Regions from separate parts of the Gossypium hirsutum genome. Here region 2 is linked to region 1. Evidence: chromatin contacts called from public Hi-C data. All regions are on one chromosome and are shown on one strand. Each heading gives the region's core, a stretch centred on a gene start, on an enhancer-like site or on the middle of the called end of the contact. The rest is flanking DNA. Distances are from core to core; before and after follow the strand shown.

Region 1 (5,869 bases), core at 1,154-3,653:
CAACTTTAATTATTAAACCAAAAAGAACTTTTAAATATTAAGACAATAATTAGATACAAACTTAAGCTAAATCTACATTCAACCCAAATGGAGAATGTGTAGTTTAAGTGGCTGTGTTATATATCAATGCACCAAATTTGGAGACTAGGTGAAGTACAGAGTTCACTGATTTGTTTGAGAAGAAAATTGTGTGGGCGGCTTTTGTTTGCCCCTCCACCACTCAATCTTATAAAAATAACTAAAAATATATAATAAAAAATAACAATTCTAATTATAATATATAAAATAGTTCTAAAATTAAAATTGGATTTAAAATAATAAAAAATCAAATTATAAGGTGGAGTCGAAATAATAATAAAAAATCGGAATGATTACGTCTGTATATTTACTTTCAAAGTATAAAAGGACAAAAAGATTAAGCAAGGTGGGGTATAAACTTAAGAAGATAAACACATTCCAAGGCCAGCAATGATTGATAAATGATAATAGGTAAGTGTGCAGATTATCTCCTCAACAAACAAACACTAAATGATAAGTAATTAACATATATATATATATAAAGCGTCCCATTTTCATCACCTTCATCAAATTCTCACACCAATTCATCAAATCTACTGCCCCTGCAACAAACCCAAACTTTAATTCATTCCAACAAATACACTAACATCATCTTTGATTAACTCACCAAGTTATCTCGACCAGATGTACATGTAGGTCTCCTCGGTGGTAATTGTTGATGCGGTGTTCTCTACACTCACAACATATCATTTTATAAATCATGATAAGCAATCAGTAACATAAAATTGTGATATATGGTATACTATCACACCTGAAGCTTTGGTCTGAGAGTCTCGATTGCCACAGTTGATTTTTGATTAACTCCCGCACCTTGCTGTTTAATACAAAAATTGTGATTTATAAGAAACTGGAGTGAGGTAAACCAACAAATAATGTTTCTTTTGGTGTTGGGCCCAAAGCAGATTGAGCCTATGGTTTCCAGTGCACCATGGGACCCCTTTTCTTTATGTCATGAATTTGTTAAGACAAGTTAATCAAGTATTGTCTTGTCTCTACACAAATATCTAATTTATTGGATTTATAAAAATGTCCCGAATATTACCTTGCATAATGCCCAATCTGCTGAATCAAAGAAAGCACGTTCATGGTCCTACATTCATTTAATATATTGTTTTGTTAGTTCATCACATACTTCAATTTGTTTTAATCTAAATATTTGTTTACCTTTGAGATTAAGGGTTTCTTCTTTGGCGCCAGTCCTCCATATTTTTTGGCCTTTGCTGTTTCCTGTATTTTATATTGTAATTTTAATTACAAATAATATATTTTCTAAAACTTATATTAAATACACATCGAATTTAAAAAATAAAATAGGCTACTGTTGTACGTACAACCCAACACTGCCGACATTTCAAAAAGAATGTCTAAGAAATACAAAGTATTATTTCACCACTATCCCATCACAAACGTATACAACTTGTCGTGCCATCGTGATAACCGTTGATTTAAGGGACCCTACATAGCTACTATCCTAAAGTTGTTCACATGGAATCACTTTTAACACCATAAATCACGCAAAAGAGGAAATAAAAATCTTCTGTCTCATTTTTGGAAATTAAATGCAATTAAAGAAATTGTTTTCAGAAATATGGTAACTAAAATCCCAATTTAGAGTTAAATAAATTAGGTTAGACTACACCCATTTGCATGTGAGCCCTCAAACGTGGACTTAATCAATCATTAAGTAAAGAAAGCTTTAGAAACAATTAACGGCGTAGATTGTTTTTCATTTTGTTTATTATTACTATATTAATATTAAGCTTATTAATTAAAATGTTTCATGGTAATTTGTATTGTACTGATGTTATTACCTCATTGGCTTGGGTGTCGAACTCTTCATCACCATGTTTGCAGTCTGCCATTGTTAAGTTTCTCCTGTTAAAACCATTCAAATATCATTGTTATTAACATAAAGATAATAAAAACCCAACAAAATCCTTAAAAGCAACACAAACGTGCTCATTTTGTATATATATATTGAAAAACAAGACAACTAGAAACTGCGGCGTCGGCAACGGAGGAGGGATCTTTAGCATTACCTTGGAGAAGAAGAAGAAAGAGATAATGCAAAAGATTAAAAATAAAATAAAAAGATAGAAAGAAAGAAAGAGGAGAAAGGAAAGGAGGGAAGCGTTGAGTGAGAATGTGAGATAAGAATATCAATAATAAGAGTATATTTATATATCTTACTCATACCAGAAATTCTCTCCTTTTAATTTTTTTAAGTAAAATTTTGTCTTTTATACTCTTAATGAAAACTTAATCCCATAAATACATATATCATTTAAGCGTAGTTGACATTCAAATTTTATTATCTTCCTTCTCCATATTTTATGATAATAAATTAATTCATATATATTTTTAAGTTGGGTAAAATAATAAAATTAAAATATTTTTTTTTTAACATTAATCTCATTATAAAATTTTATCATATCTTTTCTTCTTGATACAATGTCTAGAACTATGTATAATCTCTCCCTAATCTTTAAAGAAAGGGATTCATGTCCTTCTGTACAAACAACAATACCGACAAAAAAAATTGTCAAATACAAAGCACCGAATCAAAAGAAGAAAGGTATGTTTGGATTCTTCATTAATTGAAAAAATATGTATTTAATATTTTCCTTGTTTAATTCATAATCTAGGTAATTATAAAAGTGATATGGTTTGTATATACTGCTAATATATCAATATCTAATGGCCCATACGAAACTCTCACTTGTACCGACACCTTCTTCTTTCTTTACACGTGTGAGATTGGGTGAAATAATGAAATTGAAAAACTAATGATTCTCTTTTTCTAATTTGAAACTCATCCCTTTACTTTATGATAATTGAAAAGTTAGTTTTTTCACTTTAATTTATCAAAATTTAATCCTTATTTTTTTATGAAGAATAATAAATTAGTTCAATTAAGTAACACAGGCACATCTTCTGACTAACTCATTGACCTTGAAATTAGCACTTGAACACTTGATTTACAATGGAAATCAATAGTTCAAGAATTTATATTCTACAAATTAGTAAAAATCAACCATTTAAATTCATGTGTTTTATCAACAATTGAATTATAGAGGACTAACTTTCTCATTTTCATAATGTAAAGAGATGAAAGTTAAAATTAGATTGATATTTTTAATTTTATAAATTAACCTTTATGGAAATGATACCTTATTGATTGCATAAAATAATAATTTAAAGAAATAAAATATTAATTTAGTTTAATTTTTTTAATTGTACTATTTTTATATTTAGTCTTAATATAAAATTTGGTATCTAAACTTGACACTTTTTTTTTTAATTTGGTACTTGAAGTTTTTTTTTTTTGAATTTGATACTTGAACATGACACTTTTTTTCTTGATTTGGCACCTAAACTTTTTTTTGGTCAAAATTGGTACTTGAACTTGACACTTTTTCCTAATTTTGTACCTAAGTTTTTTTCCTCCAATTTGATACATAAACTTATCAAATGTTAAATACAAATTACACCCAAACACTAATGGTGTTAGTTTTTCTATAAGGAGACACGAATAGCTAATGTATGACCGACATGTGGAAATGATGTGGAATTTAATAGCAAGAATGATTATATTTATTTGAAGTTTTTCCTGTTTCGCTAAATAAAATGCTCAGATTTTACTTTTCATTGGGACTGAGATTACTTTTACTGTTAATGGCATAAAAGATTCAAGAGAGATCACATGCTTAAAGCATGGTATGGTCTTCACGAAACCCTCAATTCCACAAAAAAATATCATTAGGATTAGAGGAAATCCAAGTTAAAAAATTTTGTGCTTTAAACTATGCCTAATGAATGGATATTGAAGAAGAAAAACAAAAGTTTTAAAAATTCAAAAAAAAATCATTATGTTAAATTTAAAAATTAAATTAAACTAAAAATAATTCAACATTTAAAATATAAAAAGAAATTTCATACCATATGCTAGATGCCGATCATACATTAATTGTTTTTATTATCTCATAAAAATAACACTATTAATTAGTTTATTGGAGTAATTTGTATTACATTTGATAAGTGTAGGTACCAAATTGGACCAAAAAACCGCTTAGGTACCAAATTAGAAAAATTCCAAGTTTAGGCGCGAAATTGGACAAAAAAACTTAGATACCAAATTAAAAAATATATATCAATTCAATTACCAAATATTATATTAAGTCCTGTATATTTCTTTAAATTTTTTATTTTTTTATATTATATTAATTCAAATTATATATATTATCAATTACACTATTTTATTAAAAAATATATAATGCTAAATTCAATGTAATGAAATACATAAACAAATTCAACATTGACAAATAGCATATAGCAAATTTTACCTTAAAAATCTCATGTATTTCTTTGAACAATAACTCTTCAGAGTTTTGAATCTGAAGTTTTACAAAGTTTAAAGCAAGCAATAAAACCCCAAACCTAAAAATACAAGCTCCTATTATTCATTCACCAAATCTGTTTCAAATTTTCAATCAATTTTGTTTTTGTAAACAAAATAGATTGGGGACTCAATACCAATTTTACAAGAATCACTAAAATCCAAACACTACTAAGGAACTTTTAACAATTTATGACCACTTTCTTCCCTTTGGAAGTGTAGTGGTATTTCAAACTCTCCCAAACTTTTGATTTTTTTTTCTCATTTTATTTGAGAGAGATTTCTTTAGAAAGCTTAAGATTAATAAAAATTAACTTTGTTATTAGTATGGGTCTTTTTTTTATATTGTTCTTTTAACTCTGTTGAGCATTTAGACCTTGATGCCCTCCAAATTTGCTTGGAGAGAAATAGAATGCTTGAGATCACCAATGTGTAAACTATGTGAACCCATTGGAATTCTTCGAATACCGAATTCATCGACAACGCTAAGGTGCTTGCAGGCATGAATATTGATCTTAACACGTTGTTTAGACCCGGCGATGACGTGAACCCTATGAAAACCTATCAATTGCTTGTTCGGAGACCATTTTTGCCCGGCAGGTGGCGTGGAGAACACAAGCAATGTGTGAGTTCCATCCATATTGCCAGTGTTTTCAACGTCAATGTGAAAAAGGGAGGAGAGTGAATCACATTTGGCATGTTTCACCCTTATAGCATTGCTTGACAATGTTGAGTAGTTTTTGGTGGCAAAAAGATTGGTGTCAAGAAGTACCGAGAGATCAGTTGGAGCTAAGGCTAAAGAGTGTTTAAAACTTGTATAACTCAAGCCATGTCCGAAAGGGAACACTACTGAACCTTTATAGAATCTGTAGGTTCTTCCAGGGTAGCCTCTTGATGGTCTCATCCCCATGTTTGTCATTGGGACTTTAGCTACATAATCTTGAGGATACCATGTCATTGGCAGCTTCCCTCCTGTTATTTTACATCAAAATTAGCTTGGAAAGTGGGAGGTTTGATGTTTAAAATGTCCTTAATGTGATGAAATCCCGAAACCGAAAGATTACCTGGATTGGTCGTTCCGAATAAAACATCCGCAATTGCAGTTCCTCCAGCTTGGCCTGGATAACCAGCCCATATAATCGCACTAACTCGAGGATCATTCTTAGCGAATGAGACATCGATAGGACCACCTGACATCAAGACCAGCACGGTTGGACCTCTAGAAGCTCGAGCCACTCGGGAAACAAGCTCTTGCTGGCGTCCAGGCAAGAGCAGCCCTACCCTGTCCCTGAATTCTGCTTCTATAGATTGGTCGAGCCCCATTACGAGTACGGTTGCATCTGCCTCGTGGGCTGCAACCTCCGCCGCTCCAAACAGATTGTTGGTGTCGCAAGC
Region 2 (5,869 bases), core at 2,043-4,542, 150 kb after region 1:
GTGTAAATTAAGACCGAAATTATCTCTCTTCTTCTTGTATGATTATATTTGATAAGATGTGACATTCTTGTAATTATATGCATGTTTAGGGGAATGTATGCAAATGAATGTGTGTAATTATTTCATTTTTATGGATGATAAAGTAATTTTGTCAAAATTGTGATTCTTAGAAAATTAATTGTAATTTATTATTATCTTAGGCATGTATATTTTAGATTATGGACTATCATCTCAACGCAATTTTTATTTATTTTTATTATTTATTTAGAATAAAATATGTTAGTTGAAAACGAACATAAGAATTTTGTAATATTTTCCCGACGGAACCCGGAGAATCGAGACACATCCAGACTGATTGAGACGATGCGAAGCCAACCTAGCCGAACGGTCACGAAACCAATGGTGGTTCGATAGTAGGAGATTGTCAGTGGTCTGGCGGTGATGATCGACGACAATTGGCCAACGATGGTAGTGGCCGACAATGATCGACGATGGCTCGAAGGTGGTCGGTAATGGCAATGACACAAAAACAATAGCGGAAAGACAACGAGGATAGAAACCTAAACCAATGCCGTAGTAAAAGTTCGCGGTGACAAAATTGAAGACCCAAAATATGCTTTAGGTGAATTTTGTAATTTTTATTTTTTCTATGATGAAATCATGGAAACTTTGGTTGGTCAGAGTCATTTAACTTTTATGCTTTTAAATTTATGAGATAAGCATGATGATATTTATATGAATGCAAATGTATGTTCATGCATATATATGATACACATGCTATATAGTTTAGGGAAGAATGCCACATGTACTTGTCATGCATATATTGATCATTCATGATTGAAACCAAACATTAAAAACCTTGCATGTTTTCTTAAAATATTGAGTGGGAAAAGGTCTCTAAATAAGACCTACGACCTCCATCAATGGTTTCTTGTAATGGCATGATAATTTAACTACCCTACGGTAGGATTGTCATGTGGACCTCACTAAGGAGATTTCTTGAAAGTAACTAGAACTCTCTTGTATCGTATGGTAGTTGGGTCGACCTTTGTGGTAGGTACTATCATGTGATATTTCAAGAAGTTGTCTTCAAAAAGGACAACTAGTCACAAAATGCTACTCAGCGAGACTATCCCACGATGACTCATTTTTGGTGTATAATGCGATAGGTGTTAAGTTGATGGTTATACATTCAAAATCTTCTAGTTAAGTAACTCTTCACGGAGCTATACTTAAGTTAGAATGATGGTCAAATGTTACATGATTATTAGTACGTGTGAATGCCTAAGGAATTAGGCTTATGCATTAATTGGATAGAAATTCATGTTTTTACTAGTTGATCATGATCATCCTACGGTGGCTTGATTCAATGGGTATAGGAATTATCATTGCAACGAATTACAAATGTTTTCAAGATTTAATGTGAGAAGCATGCATCATTTTAATGCATATAGTAATGTTACAAAACATTTTCAAACATTTGCTTAATACAAATTAGATATTAATGAATAAATGTATAAAGTTACTAGGGTAATTAATGTAAATCCTAAAGGATAAATATTTATAGAATTTAAATCTCTTATGACTCTCAATTGTAGATGGACTCTAATTTTGACCATTGAAGTAACTCAATCTGTATCATTGGTTTTTTGGGGGAGCTCAACTATAAATAGAGGTTTCCACATTCATTTGTAATCATTCCATTGAATCCTATTGATAGTTAAAGAATATATTTGAGAGCATTTACTCAAACACTTGGTGTGCATTGCTTTCTTGTGACTTTTTCAATTCTCTCGTTGCTCATTCGTTTCGAGTTTGGTTTTGCTATATTTTCTGGTGCCTTGGAGAATTTCTTGGAGAATTCTCACTTTTCGAGTGTTTGACTGACTTAGGTAGATTTGAAACAAAGAAATTGCCTAAAGCCGCGCGGTTTGCCAAGCTTATGTTCTAGCCTCGTGGCACTAGTTTTATGGGACACCTACGTTATGAGTGAAAAAAACCTACGAAAATAATATATTTATAAAAAAAATTGTATATTAGACGAAGCATCGATTGAAAGGTTAAGTTAAAAGTTTAAAATGCATGTGTACCAAGTTCAAGTCTTATTATAGAATTATTTTACTAAAAATATATATTAAAAAACATTGTATTAATATTTATTAATTATTAAAACTAAAAATAATTTTGTAATTCTTTAATCGAGTTGGTGTTTTATTGACTCGTGATACCAATTAAATCAAGAGCTTGTAAACTATGTTTTTGGTTAAAATGATAAAATTAAAAGAGTAAATATTAAGGTGTTTTGGATTCAAACTCATTATATATATTAAAATGTAAAAAGATAAAAATACCCTTAAAATAATATTTGTTGCTTTGTAAAACAAAGGCTTATCATATAGATTGGGCCTTGAACTTAACAATTTTTCTCAAATTGGCCCTTACACTTTTTTATCACATTGGTCCCTAAGGTTGGCATCCGTTACACAAATTGGTCCTTATAATTAACATCATTAGGTTTTGAACATTCAAGTGATGTGGCCAAAACAAGGAAAAGGACACATGTTTTCGTTGTTTAAAATTTTAAAAGTGTATAAATTAAAAAAAATACATTTTTTTAGGAAAATATAAGAAATATAAATAAATTATAAAAATTCAAAAAATTAATTTAGAATTCAAAATATAAAAATAGAAAAATTATTTAAAATTTCAAAAAAATTACAAAAAATAGTTCAAAAGTATTTTGAAAAGTTCAATTAAAAAAATATTGTTAAAATTTTAGAAAATTAAAAAATTTTAAAATCGGTGAATGCTCGGTAAATGTCAGTCAATTTTTTGAATTTTATAATTTATTTTTTTTGTAGTTTTCTACGAGTTTAACTATATTTTTATGTTTTTTAAGAATTTTTCAAAAAGATTTCCGTACTTTTTTTGAAATTTATATATATTTTAATTTTAAAAGAATTAAAGAGGAAGACTAATGTCGCTCACCTGTTTTTTCATGTGCAACATACATGTTTGGTCATGTCACCCAATTGTTAATCAGAAAGATTTATTTGTGCAACAAATGCTAACCTTAGGGACTAATATGCTCAAAAACAAGTTTAGGGCTCAATTTGAGAAAAATTTGAGGTAAATTTTTAAGTTTAAGTCTGAGTTTTTGGTAAATTAACAAATTCAACTAGAATCAAATATTACATATAGTATAGAATAAAATAGATGTAATGGGCCCAAAATGTTTTCGCATCCAGAATTAAGCCCAATAAATGAGTTTTAAGGCTTTAAGCAGATTCACGAAAAAGGCCGAAATCCACAAATTGGGTTCAAATTTTCTCCAAATAAAAAGGGCAAAACTATTCTTTTCCTGTCCTCCCCCAAAAGCCCTAGTCAGAGCCGCATCTTCTTCTTAGCCTCAGGTTTTTGCTTCTAACTTCCATCGGTTTTCTTTCAAAGAACCGATCATTTGTTTACAGATCAAATTAACATTGTTTGTTCATTTTGTTGGTGTTTTTGGATTCGAAGTCGGGGTGAACAGAAATGGCGAAGTCAAAGAACCACACTGCCCACAATCAATCTTACAAGGCTCACAAGAATGGCATCAAGAAACCCAAGAGGCACCGCCACACTTCCACCAAAGGGGTATCTTTTTTAAATCTTCTAATCGAATTTTCAGTTAGTCTTCGTTTAAAAATAAATAAAAACGGTTTTTTCCTTGTGGACATTTATAGATGGATCCCAAGTTCTTGAGGAACCAGAGGTATGCAAGGAAGCACAACAAGAAGAGCGGTGAGTCTGCTACTGAAGAAGAGTAAATTTTTAATGGCAAAAGATCTAGCTTTGATTAGTGTTTTCCAATTGTTGTTTTTCCCCCCGGTGGAATTGAGTGTTCGTTTACTATAATCACCTTAGTTGAAATGTTATTTTGGGATTGTTGAATCTCATTTTCAAAAGAGATTTGAAGCTGTGAGCTTATTAATATTAAGAACATGTTTTGAGCTTAATTTTCTTTTTCTTTTCTCTTTTCTTAATATGTTTAAGTATTAGTTAATTAATTTTTGAGCTGTGGTTGATGATGATGCATGGTTTGAGAGATGGTTTTATCATTTTCATTTTTTTAAATTTGAGAGGTTCATGGTTTGATGTTTCGTATTGGGGCTTGTTAAGTTATGTGATGATTCGTTTTTCTTGAATTACTTGTATCTACATTTTCAGACAATGGTAACTCTTAGAATACCTGAAAAAACTTAAAAAATATTTGAAAATATTCAGTCTCACACGTGTACCAGATGTGCATCGATGTCCAGCTAACATAGTCATTAAGCATTCTTATCTAAGTAAAGTATTTGGAAATAAAGACAAGAATTGTTGATGATTCTGTCTCAGGATTGGGTTTTTAGTGGTAAGGTTTAGGGTAGGCCATGAATCAGGACAGTTCCATGCTCATGGATTCTATAGCTTATTTTGGGAGTGGTCAGAGTTTCATATTTTTGGCGCAATGAATCGGAATTATTAATCTCATTTATGACTTGCTTACTTTCAAGAGTTCGCTTGTGTTTCTGTCCTTAGGCAGAATTTGTATGTAGGAACTGTTTGTGGGTTGACTTGCCATCTTGATGAGGATCTCAATTGTGGGACTTGGGTGTAGCTAAATGTTTCTGATGGCAGGAAGATGTGTATGAAGAACATGGGTTTAGGTAGTTGTTCTGGTTGCTGAGGGTGTTGTATATTCTGAGTTTTGCTATGATTCAACTGATTCCTTGGTGGTAGATTTTGGTCAGGGGATTCTGAAGTTTGGATTGTGGTTATATCTGTTGATCTCGAGCGAGGATCTTTAGCTAATTGTTCCGAGTGCTGAGGGTAATCTGTTGCCATAGGCTCTGTCTCTGTAGAGAAATTAGGTTCAGGCAACTACTTGGGGTTGGGGGAGAATATGAGAAGGGGTTGCTCTATCTCTGATTGCCCCATTCGCTGATCTTAAATGAGAACGGTTGTAGAGAAGGTGGATTTAGGGGGTACTTGTTCTATTTCGGACTGTGCCTTCCATTCTATGATAATGGAGCGGAACGGATCATCTTATCCATTTTCTCATTTTCTTCGTTGTTTCACCTATTTTTCCCGTTTCCATAGCAGGTTTGGTTGGTCATGTATGGTCCCCACTCTTTGAATGTACTTGTGCTATTAATCTCGAGTTGGAGACAATTTCCAGAGAGTAATAATTACTTTAGAATGAAGGCAACATATAAGGTCTTTGTTATGGTAAATGCCCAAATAAGGTGTTAACCTTTTAGAGGGGTTGCTAAGGACCAAATCTTTCAAAATATTCAATTGCTCTTTAAAAAAAAAACAATGCCTGTGTCGAAATTTGATGATGTAGCAAGGTGTGATTAAAAACTAATGGGAGAAACAAACATAAATTAAAAGGAATTTTTTTGTTAATTTTTTCAAAATTAAACTTACAATCTAACTCGTGTTTCGATTGAACTATTTCCACCAACAAAACAAAAATTGAAATCTTGACACAAATTTGTCAAAATTGAAAGAAAATTGTGTTATTTTGAGAAGGTATTTGAGCATTTTATTTTATTTTGTTTGTGTATCTGAATATTTTGTTAATCACTCATGCTTTTGTATGGAAATTGCAGAATTTTTTAAACACAGGAAAAGAAATTGAAAGACTGAGTAACTTCTTTTATGATTTTTTTTGTTGGGGGTTTTATGCTTACCAAACCAAAATTCTAATATCATATATTCAAAACAAATAAATTAACATATATTTTGAAGGAGATGAACGACCTAAATTCAGATTTCTTTGACATTGATGTAATGGGTTGTCTTGGATTACATCATAAGTTCTAAATTTACTATTTTCCCC

Evidence for each region. Hi-C and Micro-C count contacts between places; a contact is called where the count stands out from the background.
Region 2: a Hi-C map of leaf shows a contact between it and region 1, with 3 times the contacts expected there. The contact joins the promoter of LOC121222450 here to the promoter of LOC107915098 in region 1. A contact is called at or near these places in 3 of 34 Hi-C or Micro-C datasets (callus and leaf).

Annotation. Positions count from the first base shown.
Region 1 is chrD10:52,358,852-52,364,720 of Gossypium_hirsutum_v2.1, forward strand. It overlaps LOC107915098, which reads right to left and starts at 2,404. Exons shown (of 7, transcript XM_016844229.2): 1 at 2,118-2,404; 2 at 1,890-1,953; 3 at 1,243-1,305; 4 at 1,121-1,168; 5 at 830-892; 6 at 686-748; 7 at 455-620. The coding sequence starts at 1,940. The coding sequence ends at 612. It overlaps LOC107915099 (beta-D-xylosidase 1), which reads right to left. Exons shown (of 7, transcript XM_016844231.2): 6 at 5,539-5,869; 7 at 4,416-5,446. The coding sequence ends at 4,845.
Region 2 is chrD10:52,506,833-52,512,701 of Gossypium_hirsutum_v2.1, forward strand. It overlaps LOC121222450 (60S ribosomal protein L29-1), which reads left to right and starts at 3,293. Exons shown (of 3, transcript XM_041103251.1): 1 at 3,293-3,413; 2 at 3,520-3,636; 3 at 3,726-3,998. The coding sequence starts at 3,535. The coding sequence ends at 3,809.